Regions from separate parts of the Rattus norvegicus genome. Here region 2 is linked to region 1. Evidence: chromatin contacts called from public Hi-C data. All regions are on one chromosome and are shown on one strand. The core of a region is the stretch at or near the end of the contact, and the rest is flanking DNA. Distances in the headings are between cores, read along the strand shown.

Region 1 (3,841 bases), core at 68-2,567:
ACCCAAGAGAGCAATATACCAGGAAAATATCTGAACTTGACGTTCACAGTTGCTCTTGCCCCATGACAAGGCTGAGAATATTTTAAGACCATTTATCCTTCCCACTCGCGATAGCTAACATGGACTGTCAGCTTGACAAGGTCTAGAAGCAAAATGAAGACAAAGCTGTGACCATGCCTGTGAAGGACTTTCCCGATGTGGTTAAACTAAGGTGGAAGTCCCACTGTGGGTGATGCCATTCCCTAGGCTTGGATCCCACACTGAATGAAATGAAGACCAGATGAGTATCAGCATCCATCTCCCTCTGCTTCTTGACCCTAGATGCAGTGTGAGCAGCTGCCTCACCTCCTGCCACCATACCTTCTTTGTCAGCTCGAACTATGAGCCAAAGTAAACACCTCCTCCTCCCTCCCTAAATTGCTTGTGCCAGGCGTTTTGTCACAGTGGTGAGAAAGTACCAAGTCTAGCACCTCAGACTAGAATTTGGAGTAGAGCACAAGAAAGCAGAGGCCATTCTCTTCTTGTACAATCTTTTGCGCCTTTGCGAATGGTCAGAAAATTCCAGTACTGCTTTATCCCAGGCCCCGCCACATATTCACCACCTCTGTCTCTGACATAGGTCATAGATCTCTGGTCCCTGTCTTAGATACTGCCAAGTCATTGCTATGGTTCCTATGTTAAGAAATGGGGGCTGGGGGGTGTTACTGTTTTATTTTTAGAATTAAGAAAAGAGTCTTGTCTCTGTAGCAAAAGATCATTTTTCACTTCCTCCTAAGGCAGACACATCCTCTGAGATCTGCCGCCTTTCAACTCATGCAGGCAAGAGCTGACTTCATGTACTGCAGTCCTTACTGCCTTACTGCCATCCATCTTGGATTAGAAATATTCGTGGAAGCAGAAAGAAGTGAGGGCATTGTCTTTTAAATAACTGCATGCTCTGGGTCAGGGTCAGGCTCCTGAGTCCTGCTTGGGAGAATGAGGTAGAGAAGGTTGCCTTTTACTCAGCCAATGAGCTGAGTAAAATGCAGCTGAATGAGATGCCATCCTTCCCCCATGCAAACAGTGGCACGGGGACTTGGTTTTGCTTTGTCATGACTAGACAACCCAAATATCACCAGGCCTGCATCAGCAGTCAGGTCTGGATTCTGTCATTGTCTGTCCCTCTGGTATTCAGAGATGCTGGCTCAGGAGAGACAGCACAGTTCAATTTCCAAATGCATCTGAAATCCTTTAAGCCCTTTGTTGGAGGCGTTGCAAAACCACAGTAGGCCTGAGCCTTTTTTCCCCTCTGTGGTTGCATCACCGCTACCAGGACAAGCACAACTGGCTCTTTCTCTGAAGAAACGTTGGCATCTGTGGTCCAAAGGTTAAGCATGCTGAGGCCTGGCTTGTTGGATTGCATTTCATTAGAGTCCCCGGGAAGAACCAGCTGAGCTCTGCGACTCACTGGGGAGTGGGGAGCAATCTCTTGCTGTTCTTTCTCCAGGGAAAGCAAGCAGCATATGGCGTTCTGCCTGTGGCACCAACAGTTCATTTCCACTGGCTTTTCTGTAGCTTCAGCAGCTCTGGGATTGGAAGGGCGGGTTCTTTATTGCTTCCTGCAATACCTCTCTGAGTTCTTCTCCAAGTCTCTGCTTTTGTTCTGCAGATTCTTCTCCAGCTTTGTCTGGCTTGGGAGGTAAACACTTGGCTCTGGATCCAGGGCTGCCTGGGACCCAGGGATTCAGTGTCTCTGAAGCAGTTACTGTGACTCTCGATGCAGTGTTAACTGTTTCTCTTTCTCCCGTGCACAAACACCCTCTCTGTTTCTCCTTGCCCACTCGGAAATGCTCACTAATGATTGTGGGACCACATCGATGCACACGGAGGAAGAATCAGCCAAAACAAACACGGGACATTTGGTGGGGATGAGGGCTATGGCAATTATGATGGTGGCAACTGTGGTGGCAGTGACAAGGACAATACTCCGAACAAGGATTTGTCGAGATATTTGTATGTTTTATGCATACTACAAAGTACTTTACACAAAGTCTCTTCTTATCTATCCTCTGAATACCTCCATCACTGACAAAGAGAGGTATTCTTACTAGCTCCATTTTACAGAGAAAAATGAGGCCTAGTTTGCCAGAGACACGATCCTAACAAAGAAGAACCGGTGCTTAATCGTAGGGTGATGCTAACAGCGGATACGTCCAGGTCATTCTCAGAACTCTGCTCTAGAAGTCGATAATTGATCATTGTTCTTCATAACAGACATGAGACCGTAATGATAATGATCAAAATTGTTGAAAATTTTACAGATCAGACATTGTGCTTGGAACTCCACACATATCACCTCACACAGACCTCTATGCTCATAAACAACAAATCGACTTGAGCATCACAAACATAAACATCTCCAATGCAAGAGACTCTGCTGGCTCAAACACTCTGCACACTGGCCTGGTGTCATAAGTGGGAAATTCCACATCTAACTTCATAAAACAGAATACAGTAAGTTAGTAAATAAATAAATACATAAATAAATGCACACTGAAAATGTCGTATATCAGGCTGATCACGGGAGCACTTGCAGAAGAATCATCCCAAGTTCAAGACCAACAGGGTTACACAAAAGAGGAAGGGAGGGAGTGAGGGAGAGGAAAGGGAAGAGAAGGGAAGAGAAGGGAAGGCCAAGATAATCACAGAATTGTAAAACTCCACCTTTAGGCTCTGTAAGGCACAAGGAAGCAGGTAAATGTTGCGTTTCCTTCACTTCACTGTATACACGAAAATATTTGAAAATTCAAAGCAGTAGAAAACCTTCCACACTTTAGATAATAACATTACAGACAGTTGAGAAGACACAGGGAAACTGACCATCAGAAATGGCCCCTGGTTCATCGGCCAGTCTATGGGAACTGGAATTCTGACCTAAACTATTGATTTTGACGTCCAAAATATTCTCAAAGGAAGTTTCAAAATTTTCTTACTGTTTTCTAAGGAGAAATACCCAAGGATGGAATTGGAGGTTTGACAGTGATTGACAGGATGTCATTTCTCCACACAGATGCAGCTTTGTATGTTGAATACACCATGTAAGTCCACCTTCAGAAACAAGTGTCTGTTGAGATCTGCGATATGCTAGGCGCTCTATAGGACTCGGGATGTAATACTTGTCTCTGAGGTACCCACAGCCTCACAAGGAAGAAGGCTTTCAGGGACATATTTTCCTAGGATCCTGTGAGTCTGGTGAGATGCCTTGCACACTATAGGCGCTTAGTACAGTTCAACTTTGGAGAGACGCTTGTGTCAGAGAAGCACTGTTCACAGCTAGTTCAATTTGGACAGCTACAATTTAAGTGGGTAATGGTGTTTCTATATGTTTGCAAAACTGAAAAACAGGCAACCCTACCAATCACCAGTCAGCCAATCAATTACTGAGTCAGTCAGTTAGAACCTTCTACTCAGAAAGTTTTCCAGGCCACCCCTTCTTTGGAAGAACGAAGCTACTTGGGCCAGGCCTTCTGGGCTGCACGCCCTCCACACGACCTGCCTTATCCCCTGCCCAGGACAGCAGGTTCACAGTGCTCTCCTTTCCCCAGGTGACTTGATTGAGGTAGGGACACACTGTCTCTCCCACAGGAAGCTATGCTAGAAGGCTTGCTGAAGACGGCCTTGCCCATCACTACAGGGGTTGAGTCATGAGAAAGGAAACACTGGACAGCCAAAGGAGGAACGAGAAGGAAGCAGACAAATAAGGAGAGACAAGCTCTCACAGCTCTGGGGAACAAAAAGAACCCCCTTGAAGCCCTACCTGCCTTCAAGTTCAGGGGGAACAGATAACTTTTCTGGTTGGAGT
Region 2 (3,487 bases), core at 400-2,899, 45 kb after region 1:
TTGGCAGTTTGGACAACAGTGTGGTCTAATGGCTTTGTTATGCTAACCCTTGCGGGCTTCTCCAAGTGCGACTTCCTGGTTTTACATCATTGGACACTAAATTCCTAACACAAAGTAGTGCTAGCAATTAAACATGTGTTAAATTAAAAATAATACAAGAAATGTAAACCAGTGGGTCAGTTCTTTAAAATCATCTCCACAGATACATTCTGCAAACTGCAGGCCTTCACAAATCTGGACACACTCGAGACCTTTAGAAAACGAGAAGCCGAGAATACAGATTAGGTTCTCAAGAGCGAAAACAGGTGATGTCATAGCACGCAGTGCGGTGTGGTCACCGCCAAGGCTGGCTGGGGAACTGCAGTTCCTGGGAGCTTGCTGTTCTGCTCCAGTAGCAGAAGCACCCTGTCACCGGTTCCGCGACACCGGTGAGCACCCTGCGCCAATCAGGTGCTTGCTCTGCACCGCCTTTGTTCTCACTGGGGAGCAGGCAGCCAGAGTCTGGTCTGCAGTCTGCGGTCCGGGTTTGGTCCCTCAGGGTACCTGGCTCCCTCGCTCATCTGGCTTTCCTCAGTGACTTATGCCTTCTGTCTCCAGAACATAGAAGCTAGACCCTGACCTCACCGTTGTCAGTTTTAAATCGTTTTAAACGGCAATTCGTACTCAAAACCTTCTATTCAGGCAGGGATTGGGCTCTGCAAGTCTCTAAGCAGAGGCCTCCCACAGGATTAGAGAGAGAGAGAGAGAGAAAGAGAGAGAGAGAGAGAGAGAGAGAGAGAGAGAGAGAGACCGAGCGCCAGCCAACCTCTGAGTTGTTCATGATAAAAGAACTTTCTTTGCTGTGAGAATGATCATGGGGGGTGGGGGGGGGAGAGAGAGAGAGAGAGAGAGAGAGAGAGAGAGAGAGAGAGAGAGCCCTAAACCAAAGATGTGTTTCCAGGTCTCTAACTCCAATGTATAGACTTCAGACCTCTATCTCTACAGCCGCGGGTAGTTGGTCTTTCGCACAAGACTTACAGAGTGCTTAAAGAGCATAAAGTTCTTTGAGATCTCTGGGTGCAAAGTGCTGCAAGACTTCCTCACAGCTATTCTTAGATTTAAACCGACCGAGAGAAAGCCGAACCACTGCCCTGGGAGGAAGGAACGTTCTTGCGTCCACCCTACCCACTCCCGAGAGATCAGGAAATGTTTAGCTAGGTCTCAAATCCTCTAGCGAGCTCTAGCTTCCAGCTATTTAATCTCACTCTGTCCATTCGGCCTGGTCTTGCAGAGAGGCGTGGCTTGTCCTGAGGGTGGCGCTAGAGTCCCTGATAATTTGCATATACCACACCCCCACTTCTCATTGGCAGACTGGACCCCACTACCTAACTAACCCACGGTCACTCTTTAGCATCGAGCCTCGGAGATAAACTTAACTTGCCCGGAGATTCATGTTGCTCTCGCCTACCGTGATTGGCCGACGCTACTCATTGGCTGAGGGCGCGGAAGGGGGCGTGGCCGACGCCGCCTGATTGGCGGGAGGGGGCGGTGCCCAGCACGGCTGCCCTGAAGGCGGCGGGCCTCGGGGGCGGGGCTGCACTGAGGAGCTGAGACGGCCGCGGCTGCTCGTCCTGGCTGGCGGGGCGGGGGTCTGGCGATGGGGGCGGGAGGAACAACGGGCCGGTGAGCGCCGCGGCCGCCGTCCCCGCCGAGCTCGCGCGGGCAGCCGCTGCGTCGTCGCTGCCGTCCGACCCCCTAAGAAGAGAACGTTGAAGCAGCCCTTCGCTAGCGGCCGCGGTGACAGCCCGGCTTCGGCGCGATGAACCGCGGTGGCAGCAGCGCGTCGGCCTCGGCCAACTACCTGCTCTGCACCAACTGCCGGAAAGTGCTGCGGAAGGTACGGCGCGTCCGCGTCCGGCAGTGAGGCGCTCCCCACGGTCGGGGTCCGGGCGGCGCTTGCGGGGGACGAGATGCGAAGGGTCCTCCCGCGGGGTCCCCGCGCTCGGCCCCTGGACTGCAGCCGGGTCTGCCCCGAGGCTGAAGGGATGCTGGGATGCTGGGAGGAACCGGCTCCGCTGGGGATGGAGGCTGGCCTGAAATCACAGCAGCCAGTTTGGTCTGCAGGAGCCTGGCTGCCTCTCCGCGGTGGCTGACTCTGGGGGGTGTTTTCTTTGACTGGGTCGCTTCTGCCAGGCCCACAGTGCCCTGACACCGCCTTTTGACATTCTCTTGGTGGGTCCCAAAAGGCACCATGAAGGCATCTTGAACTTTATGCCTATGGGAAATACTGTTCGATCTTCCAGCGCTTTCAGCTTGGGTTGGTGGAGGTGGAGGCTGAAGACGACTTGGGTTCGCCCTCCTTATCATCCCCCACCGCGGTGTGGATCAAGAAAATCCGACCCAAGATCAGCTTATTGCTTTCCAGAGTGACTGATAGAAAGTTTACTCCAGTATTGTTTAGCTTACTTGGCTTAATCGCCCCGTGGGGGATGGGGATTCAGGGAGAGAAAGGATGACAAAATGTCCCTGTAGACGCAGAAGAGTTTTTAATCAGATCTGAACAGCCTCCTTGACTAATATAATCTGTTTCTTTTCCACTCTCTCTCTCTCTCTCTCTCTCTCTCTTTTTTTACATTGCATGAAATGAAATCATTAGGTGAAGTGTTTCTGTTTGCCCAGCACCAAATGAATTAAAATTGCTGAGCTGTGCATATCTGAGAGCTAAGATGAAGAAGGTGCCGGGTTTTTTTGTTTTTTTTGGTTTTTTTTTTTTTTTTGTCAATTTCCCTATCTACAGTCAATTTAGGATTGCTCTTTATGTACTAAGAAAAAGAAGCAAGCACATAAATAAGCAAGCTCAAATATTTGCGCTCTTTGTCCAAAAACTGTTTTTCTTCCTCTGTGGGTCAGGCCAAGTGCCAATCAAAGTTGTTTTTCAAGCCTCTTTTCCCTGCAGTGGAGCTGGTCCCCCCGCCCCCCCTCCTTTCTCCTATTTTATTTGAGAGCGTCAGGAAAGCAAAGGAATTGCAGGTTTGAAGTTAATCAAACAATTAAATACGCCTTAAATTGTGTTTATTGGATATGTTTCTCTTAAAAAAGATTTTTATTAAATGTGCATGTTGAGAATGTGCAGTTATTTTTCCCCCATAAACTCCTGGATCAAATTACAGTTGATACTTGCTCAGCTCATTGTAGGGCAGCTTGAGAGAAATGTAATGGATCAGAAGCTCAGTTCAGCTCAGTTGAATGTTAACTCTTTCACTGCTGGACCAGGTGGCATCTGAATAGAGGTTTTAAAAATTATTATTTCTTAATTTTTTTAAAGCCGAAATTGTCTTTGTCAGGAAAAACAGTGTCAGTGAAACCTGTTTAATTCAACTTTCAGTTAAAATGAAAGGAAATGTTATATGTGTGGGTCCTAGTGTGGGGAGCAGTGCTATAATTGACTTATTTAAGTGATATAATTCTATTTCAGTCAAAGCACATTAAAATTAGGCTTCGCACCTTT

What was found. Hi-C and Micro-C count contacts between places; a contact is called where the count stands out from the background.
Region 2: a contact with region 1 is called in a Hi-C map of kidney, with 2.0 times the contacts expected there. The contact joins the promoter of Sesn3 here to the enhancer-like site in region 1. A contact is called at or near these places in 2 of 12 Hi-C or Micro-C datasets (kidney and liver).

Annotation. Positions count from the first base shown.
Region 1 is chr8:19,369,119-19,372,959 of GRCr8, forward strand. No RefSeq gene overlaps it. Among named protein-coding and RNA genes, the nearest start is that of Sesn3, 44 kb to the right of the region's middle. Within about 2 kb of position 1,318, at least 29 of the 93 cell types and tissues checked have an H3K27ac peak or open chromatin away from gene starts, as enhancers often do. A contact at or near this core is called in kidney, where this site is marked.
Region 2 is chr8:19,413,778-19,417,264 of GRCr8, forward strand. Sesn3 (sestrin 3) reads left to right here and starts at 1,650. Exons shown (of 10, transcript NM_001108125.1): 1 at 1,650-1,876. The coding sequence starts at 1,799. It overlaps LOC120094081 (a long non-coding RNA gene), which reads right to left and starts at 1,583. Exons shown (of 3, transcript XR_005487967.2): 1 at 1,448-1,583.